Linked DNA regions of Mus musculus: region 2 is linked to region 1. The links are chromatin contacts, called in public Micro-C maps. All regions are on one chromosome and are shown on one strand. The core of a region is the stretch at or near the end of the contact, and the rest is flanking DNA. Distances in the headings are between cores, read along the strand shown.

Region 1 (5,369 bases), core at 763-3,262:
CTGGAGGGTTTCCTATTTATCCCACTATTAAGTTAACAAAATACAGGTTGGAGCGGCCTGGAGGAACAGCTCAGCTGCTAAGAGTGCCTGTTGCTCTAGCAGTGGGCCTGAGTTTAGAGCCCAGCACCAGTTTCAGGGGATCTGGTGCCTCTTCTGATCTTCATGGGCACTAGGCACCATATGTAGTACACGTACATACATACAGGCAAACACCCATACACATAAAAAGTAAAAATAGAAATACAACTTGGAGCTGGGCATGGTGGTATACACCTATAATCCCAGCACTTGTGAGGCAGAGGTGGTAGATCTCTGTGTTTCAGACCAATCAGGGCTTCAGTGTAGTGAGACCCTATCTCCAAAACAAAACAAGTTGGGGAAAAAAAGTGGTGGTGGTGGTGGAAACAAAAGATGTTCACTGATAATGAGATAATGAGATAAATGAGATAAAGAGATATTTGTTAATTCAAGTGTGATCTTTAAGTGAGATAGCTTGGTGGAATTTTTTTTTTTTTAAAGACTGATTCACTTTAAAAAGTTGTGTATGTTTTGCCCACATGAACTCTGTACCTAAGTCCATAGAATAAAAGGAGGGTGTCAGGTTGTCGGATTCTCTGGAACTGGAATTACAGATAGTTGTGAACCACTTAGTAGCTGCTGGGAACCAAATGAGTGTCCTCTAGAAGAGTAAGTTCCCTTAACAGCTGAGCCATCTCTCTAGCCCCTTGTTGTTTTTTATCTATTTATTTAATGTGTATTGGTGTGTTTGCCTGCATATGTATGTTCACTGCATGCACAAGTCACAAACAGTTGTGAACTACCATGCAAGTGGCTGGGAATCAAACCTGAGTCCCCTCAGAAGAGTAGTCAGTGCTCTCAACCGTTAGGCCATCTCTCCAGCCTCTTGTTGGGGTTTCTTAACATGTAGTAAGCCTTGTCGTGCCTTCACACTTTATGAAGTTCTCTTTGCTATGGACGTAGGATCAGCAGAGCTGCCTGAAGGCTTAGGAATTTTTGTTTTTTGTTTTTGTTTTAGAGGACCAGGTTTCTCTGTGTAGCTCTGGCTGTCCTGGTACTCTCTCTTTAGACCATGTTGGTTTTGAACTCAGAGAGGTGCCTGCCTCTACAGCCTGAGTGATGGCATTAAACATATGTGCTACCACTGCCTGGCTAGGTTTAGGGTTCTTACCTCTATGTGACTAGTAAGTGACAAACAATGCTCCAAGGCAGGTCTTTGAGTGACAGATGTCCTTTCCTAAGAGTCACTTTGATTAGGGAAAGATACCTGATTTGGGGAAGTGACGTCTATAGTGGGGTATGCATATACCTGTGCATGTGTGTGTAGTATTGCATGTGTATGCTCGGACCTGCCTCCTGTGCACCTGGGTGCAAAATCATCGTCTTTAGAGATCTCTACTTTGAGACAAGGTCTCTTAATAAAACCTTATACCAGTCACTTAAGCTCAGTGGCTCTGTCTAGCTCCATTTTTTAAACTTTGGATTAGAGGTGGATGTCTGGGGACCCAAACTCACATTATCGTGCTTGGGCAACAGGCTCTGTACCCAAATGAGTCATCTTCCCATCGAGTGAGGCTTATTAGTGGTGCCTAAAAACATCTCATTTCCTTTTTCACCTTGCATAGAGCCAGAGGGAAGTGAGAATGGCTTTTCCCAGTCCTTAATTTCTTTCTCACCTTCCCACCCAAATTCTCAATAAGCACACATTGCCCTGGTAAAAGAAACTTGGTGGGAGTGGCAGCAGGCACTTCAGCCTTGTGCCACGGAATGAAGCAGAATAGCTGTGAGCGCGTGGCCACAGATGCTCTGCTGTCCCTTCAAACCCTAGGGGGGACGACTAGAAACAAAAAGGTGTGAGGCCTTAGGGAGGGAGGGCCCCATAGGGAGGAAGGGCCCCATAGGGAGGGAGGGCCCCAGCTCTGGAAGAGTCCCTGCCTTGGGCCCCGCCTCTTGGCTTCGAGCAAGGGGTGGGGTTTGTCGGGGCGGAACCCCTGAGGCGGGAACCGCTGTGGATTGCTGGAGTCCGCCGGGACCAGCACCGCGTGGTAGTCGCTGCAGTCCGCTGCCCGCAGACTTTGGACCTCGGAGACATGGTCTGTACCCAGAAAGAGCTCGTCAGGTGGACTCTCTCAGTTTGTGTGGAGTATGAACTGGGAGCATCGCGTACGCCCGGAAGAAGGCGAGGGCGGCCAGGTCGCGCTGTCTCTTTAAGAACGCTCTCCTGCTAACTGAGACCGTGAGTAACTGAGCCCCTAGTTCCAGGAGAAACCCTTAAATTTGGGTATTTTATTGGGTCAGGAGAGATGGGTGAGTTTGGGGGAAGTTACTAAGGGTAGAGGGGGGCCTTCACTTTGAAGCAGGGCCGGTGGCTCGGGTATTTTGAACATGGAGGGGGCAGTTGGGCTTAATTCCAAAGCGAGGAGTGCCCCTCACCTGAACTCGATGGCCATGGTGCACTGCCTTTCATGACTCAAGAAGCCCCATAGCTGGTGAATTACTGGGGTGAAGGCCGGAAGCTTCAGGTTTCAGTGGTTGGGCAATGGGGCCAGGGAATCTCTGCTACTGTCTGTCAGTTGGGTCTTGGCCCCTGAATTCTGCAGGCACTTTCCTGGACTGAGAAGTGCAGCTGGACTGATGGCCATATGCTAGCCTGCCTCAGAACCTCATCACTGTAATACTAAGGAGTTGGCAGCACAGTGCCAAGTCTGGCACCTGCAGGGCAGAGTGGTGAGGTTAAGTGGTCTAATGACACAAGGTAGGGTTGTGAAGTCACAGAGGAAGTGGGATGCTGCAGCTAGGGACTGAAGCTGGCTACCCAAGGATGGGGAAGACATTGCCCGAACAAGATTCTGTGTTTTCTGCCTGTGGAAGGGAGCCTCTGGGACTGGCAGGGCATATCTGGGGCCCGAGGTGGACCGATGAGTCGGGTGAGGCCACCCCACTGTAAGGGTCCCCCTTCCCATCTTATACTGGAATAAAAACAGTCTCATGTCCCCTAAACACCACCCACGGTATGTGGAAGGAAAGAGGTTGACTCAGGGTACATCCTATGGTCTCCACTTCCTTTCCCCAAGGCGGACCGTTCTTGCTAACTCCCACCCTAGCTCTATGCACTTTCTGTTCCTCCTGAGTAGTTGGCATCCAGGATTTGAGGTACCAGGGCTCTGGGGACTCTGTGCTGGAGAACAGATGTGCCCCGGAAATCACCACTGATCCCCACCCTCCTACTCCTCCAGATGCAGAGGCCTCCATGGCTGTGATAAGCCTCATGTTCTTGGCAGTGATGTATGTTGTTCACCACCCCCTGATGGTCAGTGACCGCATGGACCTGGACACGCTAGCTAGGAGTCGGCAGCTGGAGAAGCGAATGAGCGAGGAGATGCGGCAGTTAGAGATGGAGTTTGAAGAGAGGAGCCGAGCCGCTGAGCAGAAGCAGAAAGTGGAGAACTTCTGGAGAGGGGATACATCCAGTGACCAGTTAGTGCTGGGGAAGAAGGACATGGGATGGCCCTTCCAGGCCGGTGGCCAAGATGGGGGGCCTCTGGGCTGGATACTGGGAAACCTGTGGAATGCAGGCCTCTTTTGCCTTTTTCTCATCTTTGAGCTCCTACGACAGAGCATGCAGCACGAGCCAGCCTTTGAGTCCAGCAGCGAGGAGGAAGAGGAAGAGATCCGTGTCGTGCCCGTCTCCTCTTACACCCGGCTCTCTGATTTTCCCTCCCAGGAAGCCCTGGAAGCCTTTTACAAACATTATATCCAAAATGCCATCCGTGACCTGCCCTGCACCTGTGAGTTTGTGGAGAGCTTTGTGGATGATCTCATTGAGGCCTGCCGGGTGCTCAGCCGCCGGGAGGCTCACCCACAGTTGGAGGACTGCCTGGGCTTTGGGGCTGCCTTTGAGAAGTGGGGAACCCTCCACGAGACCCAGAATTTCGATGTCCTGGTGCCCATTGTCCCTCCCCAGGGCACTATGTTTATCTTGGAGATGAGAGATCCGGCTCTGGGCCGTCGTTGTGGCTGTGTGAAGGTGGACTCTGAGTGCATGTGCAAGCATGAGAAGCTCTTGGGGGATGTGTTGTGCCTGGTGCACCACAGGGACCACTCAGCCATGTTGAGCAAGTGTACTAGCTCCATCAAGGCAGCTCTCTGCACCAGCTCGCACCTGGACGTGTGTAAGACCGTGCAGTGGTTCCGAAACATGGTGAGCAATGCCTGGGCACTAGTGGCCCACAAATACGACTTTAAGCTCACTTTCCCACCGTCCACCACCTCCTGCAAGCTCAGGTTGGGTTACCGCTCAGGCCGCTCTCTGTCCATCAGTTTGGTTCTAGGGGTGCAACGGGAAGATACCTTGGTCTACCTGGTGAGTCAGGCCCCCGAGCAAGAACAGCTCACCAGTGTGGATTGGCCTGAGTCCTTTGCAGCTTGTGAACACTTGTTTCTGAAGCTGGTGGGGCGCTTTGCCCCTGAGAACACCTGCCACCTCAAGTGCCTGCAGATCGTTTTGAGTCTTCAGGACCATCAGATCTTACCCCCGGGAGCATCTCGCCCCATTCTCACCTCCTACCACTTCAAGACAGCCCTCATGCACTTGTTGCTACGACTGCCTCTGACAGACTGGCAGCACAGTATGCTCTCTCTGCGCCTCCAGGACCTCCTCTGGTTCTTAGGCCGAGGCCTCCAGCAAAGGTCTCTCCATCATTTCCTCATTGGTAACACCTACCTGCCCCTGACCATACCCATTCCTAAGGCATTTCGGAATGCTGAGCCTGTCAATCTTTTCCAGCACCTGGTACTAAACCCAGTGGCACACTCGCAGGCAGTGGAGGAATTCCACAACCTTTTGGCCCAGGTGAAAACTCTACCTTGCTCCCCAGTGGCTGGAGGACTTTAATGGAAAGACCATTAAAATATATACATGTAGATAGGTATTGCTGATTCCTCAGGCTGCAAATGTGACTGACCTTCGCCTTGCCCGTGGGAAGAAGGCTGCAGCCAGTGGAGCCTGATCTGGGAGAGCTGGGGGTGGCTGAGGGCTTATCTCCTGACTTAATTTCAGTCATGACCTAAAGAAAGTAAAAGTGCGTGAAAACAAATGTTATGGGAGGGGATTGCCGCTGTGGCACTGAGATCCTGTTGAACTGCATTTTGTATCAACCCTGGAAGCCAAAGCTCCAGCGATCCCTCCGTGCTAGCTCAGTTCTTTCTGTGACTGGCTCCGTGTTCCCTGTGAAACAGCTTGTGTTGCACTGTTAGCGTAATTCCCACCCAAACTGATGCCTCCCACCTTTCTCCCTTGAAGCGACAGCCACAGTTTATACTTCAAGATGTAAGTTTTCATGACTGGTTTG
Region 2 (5,369 bases), core at 1,289-3,788, 280 kb before region 1:
AGGCAAAGGCATGCAGCAGTGAAAGATGAGGCTTGGGAAGACGAGAGGGAGGCAGCTGCCCAGGATCCTCACTCCCAGGACCAAGCCAGCCTAAGATTTCCAAGGGAGGCCCATCCCTACCATCACTTACCCAGCTCTTAGGAGTACAGGTCTGGCAGCAGCGGCCCATAAAGGGGCGATACTTTCCCAGGAATGGAGTGATGGCCTCCATCTTCATCCCAAAGCTTGAGGACCAAAGGCTGGTCTGGAAAAGGGCCACAAGAGAGGTGATCGAACTCAGGGTCTTTGACAGAATGAGGAGCACATCTGGAGTGGAGGTCACAGAGGGCAAGTGGGAGGGCAAGGGTGTAAGAATTCCACACTACCTCTTGACCATTGTGGTTACTCCTCTGCTGGGTTTGGGGGTTGGATTTCAACATGGTATCCATGAAGGTCTGTAAGATCAGTGAATCAAGCACTGTGTCTCTCTCCACACAGACCTGACCTAGAAAAAAAACTAAAAGAATGGAATCTGATCCATAATCCAAGGTTTTGTGGGGTGATGCCAGAGTCTACCCCAAGACAGACAACACTTAAGCCATCAGCAATGAGGACAATTGCCAGGAGACTGGAGGCAGTCTGATCAAATCCCTGTCACTGACCCAAGTGGTCCCTCCAGGAAGTGAGCTGTACTTGAAAAGTCAGGGGCTCCCTCAGGCAACATGAGTGGCTATCTTCCATCCACATGCCCCAATGTGTTCTAACAGCAACTGTGATTGTAATGGCAACGTAAGGCTCTCCGTGTAGAAGGAAAAGCCTAGGCTGGGCTGGATTATACCAGCAAGAAGAGGATACAAGGAAAAGGATACTCTCTCCATAAACCTAAGTCCTGCTGAGCAGCCCTCTTGCAGAACCTCGGATCCATTATGCTTCTGTGGAAGAGAGACTCCTGCCCAAAAGGGTCCCCTACCCTGATCTTCCACCATGTCCATGGTGAACAGACTGGCCTAATTATTTATATTCTTTTTATTCCCCAACTCAATCACATTAACTGCACGCTAGCCTGAGAGTGCCTTTTTGAGTTTTGAGACCACAAATTGTTAGTTCATGATACATCTAGATTCTTCTTTCTCCATGAGTTCCAGGGCCCAAGGCAGCCAGAAAAGCAGCCTTGTGGAGCCCTCGGGGTTCCCATCTCACTTCCCTCACATCATCTGAAAGTCGTCCTGAGGGTAAGAATTGCAAATAATTCATGTGTAGACCCAGCAATTAAGTGGTATGGAAAGGGCCCAGGAGAGCCAGATGCCTGTGGCTTAGTTTCCAGGGTTCCTCTGGTGCTCCTCCTCTGCCCCTTGGTGCTATTTAGCACCATGAAGCCAAGCAGTAACCGGATCCTGATTGATGTATACACAGGCCCTGGAGATCTCATTTCAGATGCATCCCCTACTTTAAAAAATGTTCTCACAGCCCCATTCAGACCCTAAGCACAGAGAAGCCCAAGGTCAAGGCTGCAATGTAAGGAGGCCTGCCTCCTTTGCAAGGAAGACGTTTGACACTCCTCAGCTTGAGACTCCTAACCTCAAAATCTAACCCCACCGACCAATGCTGGCCCTAAAATAACAGATTAAAAGACAAGGCATGGAGCATTCTCATGAGCCAATTAAGCCAACTACCTAGCTCATGAAATCCAGGTCAGTTGGGGACAGCTCACTCACGCTTTTTAAGACACTGTCTTGCTATTTTGCCCCGACCAGCTTTGAATTCTCCATCCTCCTCCCTCTGTTTCTCAAACACCACTATTACAGACACATCTGGCAAGCAAGATCCCTAAGTGAGGGCCACTGGCAGTCTGTGTAGATGCACACTCTTCCCCGAGGGCCAGTACAGTTCACAGGCATCTTCTCGCTGACTATATGACGTGCTTAAACATTAGGAATTAAGGCCAACGTTTAAAAGCAGAGAGCTTGTTATATAAAGAGCGGGGGTTTCCAGCTGCTGCTGTAAAAATAACTTTGAGATGTGGTATCTGAGCAGATACCCAACAGGGCCTCGGCTCGGGGGCGCCCAGAAGCCACGTCCCTTCCACTCTGAGTCCTCCCACCCGCACTACACAGGTGGCACTTGGTGCCTGGCTCTTATGTAGCTCTTCACCAAAGGCTAAAATGCAACACACACATCCCCAATGTTCCTGCCCTACTAACCATCACAGAACTTAACTTTAAAAAGTTCTCAGCTGCAGCAAATACCCCTACGCCTGCAAGGAAGGTTCTCGCCAAAACCAAGATGGAGGGCAGGGCCTGTCTCCGAGGCGGCACCGGAAGTCCATCCTTGCCTGCTCTCTGAGTCTCAGGTGCCACAAGCCAAGCAAAGGGCAAAGTGGGGCTCTCCAGGGCCACCAGCTTGCCTCTGACTGTTTGTCTGTGAGACACGCCCACCAGCCCGAGTTCCACATCAGTCCCTGCCTGACCCAAAGCCAAGCCCAGCCCAGCCCAACCCAGCCTGGTCCAATCCGGCACACGAGTCTCAGGAAGCTCACCTCACACCAGCCGCCAACTCCCGCCAAACAGCCGTGTGACTGAGCCGACGAAGCCGGAAACTGGGCTCTGCGCATGCGCCTCAGCAGCTGAGGGGCCAGCCAATCAGAACGCGCTCTAGGCTCGAAGCCCCATCCCTTGACACCCTATATGCTCTGCTGGACTTGCTGCCTGTACCACATGATCACTGCTCCCTCCACGCCCATCACCCACAACTCGCTGCAAGTGTTGAGAGTTTGTTGGGGAGAGGACATTCTGGCTTAGGAACCTGCTTGTCCTAATCTGGAAGTGTGGAATGCAAAGGACCCAAGGAGGGGAGTCTTAAAAAGGATGTGGGGAGGATAGTGTACACCTCTCATCCCAGCACACGAGAGGCAAAGGCGGATGGATCTTTGTGAGTTCGAGTCTAGCCTGATCTACATAGCAAGTTCCAGGTCACCCAGAACTACATAGTGAGACTCTGTCTCAAAATAAATTACGTGTGTGTGTGTGTGTGTGTGTGTGTGTGTGTGATCTATATATGTGCATGTGTGGCTTTGTGGGGGTATGCACATGTGTGGTCAGAAGAGGGCTTGGATCTGGAATTGGAGTTAACAAGAGCGCAGTGGTCCCTCACGAGTCCCGGGAACTAAAGACCCATAGCAGAAGGTGAGAACCAATTACCCCAAGCTATCCTTTGACCTCCTCACTTGTATACACAAAATAAAGACGTGTGTTTTTTTAAAGGAGAACCTGAGCTGAGCACCAGCACTTATCTGTTTTCTGCTTCCTGCCAAGCTATGATGTGGTCAGCAGCCTCATGGTCCTCTGCCATGCTTTCCCAGCCAAGATGTCCAGTGCCCTCAAACTGTGAACCACAACAAGCCCTTCTTTCCTAGAGTGGCTTTTGGTCAGCTGTTTGGTTACATCAACAGGCAAAGTGTATAAAGATGAGAGTGGGGTCATTTAGGTAATCGGCTCTGAGCACTCTAGGAACAAAGGACATATGGGTTCCTTCATCATTTCACTGTTGCAGCAAGCCACCAAGAGACCAGCCCTGAAAGGTCTCCACAGGACCGGGAAAGTGACTCAGCAGATAGGAGTTCATATTGCTCTTCCAGAGGACCTGAGTTCAGGGTCCAACAACTACATCAGGTGGCTCACAGCTGCCTGTAACTCCAACTTCAGGGATCTAGCACCCTCTCCTGGTCTCCTCAGGTAACTACACTCATGTGCACATACCCACACACAAACAAATGTTTTAAAAATAACAACTTTAAAAGGTTAGTGCAATATAAAATAAATTGGGGGGAGGTATTCCCTGTACCCCCAGCCCACGTGACAGCCCACTGACCTCCAGTTTCAGAACCTGTGAGGCCATGGGTCCCAAGAGCTGGCTCTTATTCCTAACCTCTACCTCTCCTCCACCGACATTCCCCTTGAGGGTATAGCCACTGTGTTCCCTGCTTTGTGCCATTTTGTGTCCCTCAAGGCCCAAGGGTCTCTTTCGTGGCTTGTGTGTGTGTGTGTGTGTGTGTGTGTGTTTTGAGGCTGGTCTCAAATTTGCCATGAAACAGAGGGTGGCCTTGAACACCTGACCTTTCTGTCTCTTCCTCCTCAGGAACAGCATCACCAGCTTCACATGTTGTATCTGGCTCCCATGTTAACTGTTGTTTTGTATCATAGTGCACAGGCCACAACAAGAAGACTCAGAAACTGAAAAAAGCAAGCAAGGAAAAGGAAACCCCATTATTTAGAAGCAGTAAGTTGCCCCCCCCCCACCTCCAAGTGCAAATCTAGATGTCTCCCAAGATCACCATCTGGATAGAAAGGTGAGCTTTTGTGGTTGGTTGTGAGCACCTCTCACCTTCTTGGAGGGATCTCATTCTGAGAGGGATCCCACAATAGCTGCTTCCGACTGGAAGGTTCCATGGGTAGGGACAGTGGGCCCCAGGGCTGTATTTAGCAGAGTTCTGGCCTCGTTCAGGCCTCAGCTGCACTTCTGCTTTAGAAAGGATGTGTTGGGAGGCTGCAGTGGCAACAGCTGCCTGCTGTAATTTGGGCATTGAAAGATGCATACTCTGTAGACATGGCTCAGGGTTTGATGCTAAAGATCTGACCAGCATTCTGGACCAGGTCCAGAGCTACATGATATGGTGAGACCTGCAGGCCAAATGCTATGCACACTGGTGGTCTGACTTGATCCTTGGAGACACTGAAACTCTCCTTTGCTCAGCCCATGAACCATGAATGAACTGAGAAAACCCCTCCCTGGACATAGGTACTGCCCCAAAGATCCTAACTCATGGAACTGACTCCTAGGGCCCAAAAGGACAAATGCCCTCCTGTGGGGAACACATATTTGCATGTTACTTCTGGGTGTTTCTAGAAGAATGGGTATTGTAAGAGTGGATGAAAGAACAGTTGTTCTCCCCAACTTGTGCAGACACCACCCAATCCACCAAGAGTTGAGACAGAGGACAGAGGAAGGGTGCATTTATCAGCAGGTCTAGAGTTGGGATACCCACTTCTTCTCACTAGCAATATGACACGTTCAAGGACTCCTAGAAGATCCTCTCATATGCCAGGAGCTCTGAGGACAGCCACCCTCATGAGGTGGCCATTGATGGGGCCTGATTTCTATGTCATAGATCTCTTCCTTCCTTCAGAATCTTCCATATGGTCTTGTAAACACTGTGGCAATCCACAGCCGAGAATGGGGAGCTCGACAGAGTTTGGATGTTGGTAGGAAAAGGTAGCAGAATTAATGCTGAGAGCAGCTGGTAGCATCTCCTTGTCATTGTTAGTTCTGTAGAAGCTGAAGCAGGAAAGACTTTGAAGTGTGTGTGTGTGTGTGTGTGTGTGTGTGTGTGTGTG

Evidence for each region. A called contact is a pair of places that touch in the nucleus more often than the background predicts.
Region 2: a contact with region 1 is called in a Micro-C map of embryonic stem cells, with 2.1 times the contacts expected there. The contact joins the promoter of Gpat2 here to the promoter of Itpripl1 in region 1. A contact is called at or near these places in 6 of 39 promoter capture datasets (the C10 cell line, the HPC-7 cell line, cranial neural crest and 3 more), 4 of 484 Hi-C or Micro-C datasets (the G1E-ER4 cell line, embryonic stem cells, nephron progenitors and 1 more), 1 of 115 datasets of contacts at active chromatin or transcription factors (large pre-B cells) and 1 of 9 other capture datasets (adipose tissue).

The regions. Positions count from the first base shown.
Region 1 is chr2:127,140,100-127,145,468 of GRCm38.p6, reverse strand. It overlaps Itpripl1 (inositol 1,4,5-triphosphate receptor interacting protein-like 1), which reads left to right and starts at 2,012. Exons shown (of 2, transcript NM_001163527.1): 1 at 2,012-2,254; 2 at 3,255-5,369. The coding sequence starts at 3,269. The coding sequence ends at 4,912.
Region 2 is chr2:127,422,368-127,427,736 of GRCm38.p6, reverse strand. It overlaps Gpat2 (glycerol-3-phosphate acyltransferase 2, mitochondrial), which reads right to left and starts at 2,538. Exons shown (of 22, transcript NM_001081089.2): 1 at 2,516-2,538; 2 at 366-496; 3 at 131-244. The coding sequence starts at 428.